2 separate regions of the Oryctolagus cuniculus genome follow, and region 1 is linked to region 2. A link is a contact called in public Micro-C data. All regions are on one chromosome and are shown on one strand. Each heading gives the region's core, a stretch centred on a gene start, on an enhancer-like site or on the middle of the called end of the contact. The rest is flanking DNA. Distances are from core to core; before and after follow the strand shown. Region 1 holds the start of SSBP3 (single stranded DNA binding protein 3). Region 2 has its middle 38 kb from the start of ACOT11.

The links. Hi-C and Micro-C count contacts between places; a contact is called where the count stands out from the background.
Region 1: a Micro-C map of ear pinna shows a contact between it and region 2, with 10 times the contacts expected there. The contact joins the promoter of SSBP3 here to the enhancer-like site in region 2. A contact is called at or near these places in 4 of 6 Hi-C or Micro-C datasets (ear pinna, liver, psoas muscle and 1 more).

The regions. Positions count from the first base shown.
Region 1 is chr7:118,631,128-118,634,228 of mOryCun1.1, forward strand. SSBP3 (single stranded DNA binding protein 3) reads left to right here and starts at 1,511. Exons shown (of 16, transcript XM_017346276.3): 1 at 1,511-1,699; 2 at 2,560-2,632; 3 at 2,841-2,902. The coding sequence starts at 1,644.
Region 2 is chr7:118,566,921-118,570,542 of mOryCun1.1, forward strand. No RefSeq gene overlaps it. Among named protein-coding and RNA genes, the nearest start is that of ACOT11, 38 kb to the left of the region's middle. Within about 2 kb of position 2,046, at least 2 of the 8 cell types and tissues checked have an H3K27ac peak or open chromatin away from gene starts, as enhancers often do. A contact at or near this core is called in ear pinna, where this site is marked.

The sequences.
Region 1 (3,101 bases), core at 261-2,760, 64 kb after region 2:
CTTACACAGCTTTTTCTGCTTGACTCTTTTAAAGAGACAGTGCCGACAGTGTTTTATCACATTTAAAGAGAACCGCGCTCTAAAAACAGTCTGAAAATGGGGGAGCCTTCCCTTATTCCGCTGGTTTCAGGTTTTGAGAGTCTCCAATGAGAGGCACACAGCGTGTTTTCAGCGTGGACAGGAACAGAGTCAGCAGCAAATAGCTGGGTCACTCTACCAGCACCCCCCCTCAAATTTCCCATTGTACACCTGGGTCACTGACAATGGAAGCCTCCCTTCCCCCCACGCCTGGCTCTCGGCCCCCCGACTCCCCAATTTAGTTCCATTTATCTGAAGTTTGCGGGTACCTATGGCGCGCATTTCGCGTTGTGGGGTGCCCAGGTGACGCCCCCCGCCACCCCCGAATGGCCCCCTTTTTCCCGTGGAGAATCCGAGGGGCTAACTTGCCAGGGTTGGCAAGCCTTGGAAATTTGGGGGAGGAACCACTCTTCCCCCCCTCTGAGCCTAAGTCCCCAATCCCCTCCCTCCGGCTCCCCGAAGCTCGCCGAGGGCCATTTTCGCGCGGCTCCACTTTGGGGTTTTCCAAAGTATTTTAATGATCTAGTAAAGGAGCAGCCGCGCGCCTCGGCGCCGGCTCCAGCAGCTCAGCTCTCAGCGTGCAGCCCCGCGCCCCGCGCTCGGAAGCCAGACTGGGCGAGAGGGAGGACCGGGGGCGGGGCGGGCGGGGGCCGGGCCGGAGTCTGGGGAGGGGGTCGGGGTCGGAGCCCAGGCGGCGGGCAGCCGAGGGGGAGGACGAGATAAGGGCTGGGCTGGCGCGGGCCGCGGCGGGGGAGGAGAGGGGCAGATAAGGCAGGGGGACGTGGCGGGAGGGAGCGAGCCGCGCGCGGCTTGGGGGTCTGCGCCCCCTCCCCTCGGACGCCTCCGCAGCGCCCCCTGCCCCTCCACCCTCAGCGGTCCACGCCGCGGGAGTGCTGGTCGGGTCCCCGTCTTCTTGGGGGCCTGGAGCTCTCCCATCCCGATTCGGGTCGCCACCCCTCCCCAATCCGCAGTGAAGAGGGGCTCGCGCCCGCGGCCACCCCCCGGTCCACCCGCAGGAGCAGGGCAGCGGGGACTGCCGCGGCCGGGCGCTGACAGGGGCGTCCCTGCCGGGCCCGCCCCCGCGCGCGCCGATTGGCCGGGGCGGCCATCAATCGCGGACGTTGACGCCCGCCTCGCTCGCTCGCCCGGGTAGCCACGTTCGGTTGAGCTCCAAGTAGACCAGCGGCAGCGGCGGCGGCAGCAGCGGTGCCGGAGGCGCAGAGGGCGGCGCAGGCGGAGCCGGGCGGGCGCGCGAGCGAGCGAGCGGGCGAGCGAGCGGGCAGCCGTGCGGGCGGCGGCGGCGGCGGCGGCGGCGGCACCCGAGGCCGAGCCGGCGCGGGAGGAGTTCCAGGGCGATGGGGCCGCGGCCGGGGCTGACGCTTTGACAGCTGGAAAGAGCGCGGAGCCAGCGCCTGGGGGGGAGGGAGGGGAGCGCGGCGAGGAGAGCGCGAGCGAGTGAGCGAGCGCCGGGGAGGGGGCCGGGAGCGTGGGGCAGCTCGGGAGCGCCGGAGCGGTAGCGGCGGCGGCGGCGGCGGCGGGGCTCGGCGCCCTCTTCTCTGCAAACCATGTTTGCCAAAGGCAAAGGCTCGGCGGTGCCCTCGGACGGGCAGGCTCGGGAAAAGTAAGCCTATTTTGCAAGTGGCGGCTGTGCCGCCGCCGGGCTGAGGGCGGGCGGGCGTGCGGGCGGTACGAGGCAGGTGGGCGGGCGGGGGCCGGGCTGCTGCGCCCTCCGGCCCCGGGCCCCGGGCCCCGCGCCTCCTGCCTGGCCCCTTCCCCGAGGCCGCGGCGGGGCGGAGTGGGAGCGCCCATTGTTGGGAGCCGGCGGAGGCTGGGGCGGCGGGGGAGCCGCCGGGGAGGGGGCACTTGGTGGCCGCGTGGAGGGGTGGGCGAGGTCCCGCGCGAGAGCCCGGGCGCCCGCCGCGGCGGCCGCACTTTGCCCACCCGGCGCGGGCAGGGGGGCGCGTGGCTTCTGCAGCCCCACTGGCTCCTTTTGTCCGCCCGCGGCGTGAGGAGTGCGTGCCGGGGGCTTTGTTCGGCCGGGAGCGCTCTTCCCTTTCCCTGTCCTTGGCCTCGGCGCCGGGCTGGGCAGGGACGGCGGCGCCGGCTTGGCCCCAGGCTCGGGGGACAGTTGTTTGGGGGCGGTGGCGAGGGTGGCGCTTTGCTGCCCTCTCCAGAGCGCGCCGAGTCTCCGTGGACCCCCGAAGCTTGGGTAGCGCGGCGGCCGTGGGGTCGGGTGGCTCGCGACTTTGAGAGACCCAGGTGGGTCTGGCCCTCACACCTCTTGGAAGTTCAGGTTGGGGGCTGCTTGGCGGCTCCACGACTGGAGTGGACGCGTCCCTGGGTAGCCACCGCGAGCCGTGGGCACCCTGCAGCCCGGCCTGCGGTCGGGGCCCACAATGGGACGGGGCTGGCGGGGCTGGGAGCCAGCGCCCGGTGTGGTCTGACGCCTTCCGTCTCTCTCTGCCTCTGCCGGCTCTGCAGGTTAGCTTTATACGTCTACGAGTATTTGCTGCACGTCGGAGCACAGAAGTCTGCACAGACCTTCTTATCGGAGGTGAGTGGGGCTCCCCCCCCAGCGCCCAATTTCCTGACACCCCCCCTCCCCACTCTCCTGGAGCCTTTGTTTTCGGGAGCTGCCACTGTGGCCACCATTTTGAATTTTTATCACCTTTTGGCATTTATTGTTAGTTGGTCTTCACAGCCTTTTGGCCCGGCCCCATGCTCTTGGCTTCTCTAAGCTGCCTCTGCTCTCTGCTTTGCAGATTCGATGGGAAAAAAACATCACTTTGGGAGAACCGCCGGGGTTTTTGCACTCGTGGTGGTGGTAAGTTTGTGTGATAGTTGTGTGAGTGTGTGTGTTTTGTTCTGAGCCATGAGTCCAAGGGAACAAAGAGGGGAGGCCCCTCTGCTCCTTGCCCCCCCCCCCCTGCTTTGCCCGGAGCTAGGCAGCACTGGACCCTCAGACCAGGGCTGCTAAGCAGAATGGGCAGAAGCGGCTGCTGCCTAAAGTTCTTTCTTTCTCT
Region 2 (3,622 bases), core at 796-3,295:
TAAAACCCCGGGCCCACCGAGCAGACTTTTTAAAAAATCATAATTGAAAACATCTCGAAGTCGGGGCCGCCAGAAGCGGGCCCGCTCCCCGCCCCCCGCCCCATCCCCCTCCCCTGCTCCCCGGAGTCCGATGAAGTCATGATAAGTAGGCTGCAGAAAGAAAAAAAAAAGTGGGGGGTGGGCTGCAGGGCCTGGGGGGCACGGGGGTCCCGGGCTGGGGCCCCGCGCGGACACAGTTTGGATACTATGGTTACGCGATCCGACCCAAACAGCGAAGGCGCACAACAATAGCGGCCGCCAGAGGAGGAAATTCCTTCCGGGGTGGACGGCGCGGGGGGAGGGGCGCCTGGCTGGAACGCCGAGGCGGCGGCTCGGCCAATCAGCGCGCGGCCGCCGGCGGTTTCAAGGTGCCCCGCGCCGCGCTGCCCCCCGCCCCCCGCGCGCTGCGCTCGGGCGCTGGAATTGCTGAGACGTTTCCCCGCACGCGCCCGGGTAACCCTGCGGGGGCTGCTGCCCGGGCCGCCCCCCGCCCGCCGAGCCCGCCGCCCTCGGAAGGCCGAGCGTTCCGCTGCAGGAGCTGCTGGAGCTCGGGGGAGGGTGGGGGGGGGAGAGAAACCCCTACACACCAGCCCCTGCCTACGGGCTGATTCCTGCACAAGCCTGTTTTCTATTTTAAAGCATGTCTCAAGAAAAAAATGAGAGAGGCAAAGAGAGAAGGGAGCAAGGAGGGCCACCCCCAACTCAGGACTCTTGTGAGGCTCTGATCCCCGGCTCGCTGGTCTCGGGGGCTATTACAGAATGAGCTGGGTTACTGATAGTGGCAGTTTTGCCCGGGCATCCGGGGTGCAGAGGTGCAAGGGCGAAGCTGACATTCGCAAGCCCCCACCACCGTCACATTAATGTGACCTGCCGTGGAAGGGGCCGCAGGAACCACGGGCTCTGCCTAGCCCCTGACTCGGGGTTGATGGCAGTGCTCAGTGGGGAGACTGTGCCCGCTTCCCCCCCACCTGCAACGGACTCTGTGCCCGAGACCCCGGCCTGGCACGCGGTGTTTTCCTGCCCCCTGCCAATACCCTAAGCCGGCCTGCTGGGCACTGGGAGCACCCGATGGGTCCTGTTCCTGTTTGAAGCTCCTGAACCAGGTTTCTGCTTCCTGCTGCTTTCTGGGCACGGAGCACCACTTCCATGAGCAGTGCGTGCCTTTTCACTCGGTGCGTAGTGAGAGCCTCTGGAAAGATCTCGTGTTCAGAAAGTATTTTCCGCCCTCCCACTTTCTCTCTCCCTCTCTTCATATATAATGGGGATAGCCCTAATTCTCCAGTTCCCCGTGTGTCTCTTTATAAATAAAGAATGAGATTTTATTAATTATGCACGTACAGTATCTGCAAGCAGATTGCTCTGTCTCTTGATGCTTAATAAAGAAAAAAAAGGGAAAAACCCTCCACACTGAAGCTGGGTTTTTTTTCCCCTGCAAGCAAACAAAAACTTCAAGGAGCCATATGTCCTCCAAGAGGGGAGAGGAAGGCAGAAGTTGGAGAGAGCATGGTGGGAGGGATGAGGAGGGGGCGCTTTGCAGGTCTTCCAGGCAGCTGAAGGCAGATTTCCAGTTGCCTGCCTCAGGTTTGTGTTTGAACTGCCCGTCTGAAAACACACCAAGGCTGGCCTGGGCATTTGTGCGCGGGGCGGGATGGGCAGCTGTTAATAGTAAACAGGAAACCAGCGAGCAGAGAGCTGGCGGCAGCCCCATTCCTCCTCTCAGTCCTGCCCCTCCTCGGAGCCCCTGAACCCCAGAGCTCTCAAAACACACTTAGTGTCTGGGCATTCGTGCCCGGCACAGTTCCTGGCACACACTAAGGGCTCGACCCCTGTTTGCCCATGGAATGGTTGGATATGGAAAAGGAAAAGGGGCAGGGGAATGCTTGCGCAAGTGGTGGGGGCTCCGGCTGGGGCTCCATGCCTAGGAGGGGCAGGAGTTGGAACTTCTCTCTCTGATGAGCCGGTCGGGATGGGGGCCCCTAAGGTTTCTGGCCAAGGAGATGAGCCAGCAGAGCACTGCAAAGCTCCAGGGGACCAGAGAGGCACAGGCACATCAGTGAGTAGGCAGAGCCCCTGTGGCCAGAGAGACACACACAGAGGGGAGGTGGGGGCGTGGCACACGGAGGGCAGGGGGTCCCGGGAGAGTTTGGGTTGAACACATTCTGGTTCCAGTTGGGAACAGGGACTGGAGTGACACAAGGACTTCTGCAGACTGGGCACCTTCAGCTGACGTTTGCAAAGCAGGGGAAAGAAATTCAGGACCCCACAGGAGCTGCCTAAAACTTCCCACAGAGTGCTGCGTCCAAGGCGATCGCAGGGCTGCCGAAGGTCAGGGGCCAGCCAGGGGTCCCGCAGCCAGGTGGCTGCTGGGGGGCCGGCGGGGGTGGGGGTGGACGCTCCATCCCATGGTTTCCGCACCACAGCCCCTCGCGGGGACAGACGGCCTCTCCCCCAGCCTGGGGCCCACCAGGCTTCCCGAAAAAAGGGTGAATGACACTGGGTGTGCGTTGCGCAAGCTCAGAATGTTTTTCTGAAGGGAAAGACTGGATGCGGTGTCTCCTGCCTATGAGAGGCCGTGTTCCACCGAGGAGCTGAAGCACACGGGCGAGATGGTGCTGGCTGTGCTTACCACACAGCAGTCAAGCTCGGTCTTGTTGCCCGAGCCCTGGCATCCGCGCTGTAATTTGGGGAGCACTTAGTCTCCCGACCGTGGGTGGGGGCGGCTGTCTGACTTCTCTATGCATCCTCCTAATTAAAAAGAACCAGGATCCTTTCGGCCGACGTGTTAAAGGTCATCTCCTGCACTGAAGGAAACACAGGCGTGCGATGCTTTCGGGGCTTGGGGAGCTGGGACCCAGATAGAGCATGAGCCCACCAGTCGGGAAGAGTCACGCCCTGATATGTGACCTTGGGCCAAGCCCTTGGTCTGCCCATAGACCGGAGGCTGGGTGAAGTTCAAGGACTTTCTTGTTCTGTCATTGTAAGTGATGGGCCCAAGGGGGCCTCGGGTCACTGGAGTTGGTGCCTGACCCCAAGCCAGCCACCATGCCTGTGTCCTGCCCCACTTCCGGTTGTGAATGGAAGTCCCAAACAGCAAACCACCTCTAGACCACGAAGGTCCCCAAATAACCAACAGGTCATTTCCCATAGACAGCGTCCAAGCAGCAACACCGTAGGGTCAGAAACTACCCAGGCTGGAAGGCCACCAGGTCCAGAGCACTGAGGATCTACCCAGGCCCTCTTCAACATCCCAGGCTAATGTCTATCCAGTCCCCTGCTTGAATGCCACAAGTGACAGGGAGCTCACTACCACCAGTTATAAACACTTTAAAAAATAGATTAATAATTTATTTGAAAGGGGGAGAGAGAGAGAAAAAAAAAATCTTCCATCTGCTCATTCACTCCCCAAATGGCTACAACAACCAGGGTTGGCCCTCTGGAATCAGAAGCTGCATCCAGGTCTCCCATGTGGGTGGCAGGGGCCCAAGCACCTGAGCGATCACTGGCCACCTCCCAGGGTGCACATTAGCAGGAAGCTGGCTTGCAAGCAGCACAGCTGGGACTCCAACGGGCACTCCCATATGGG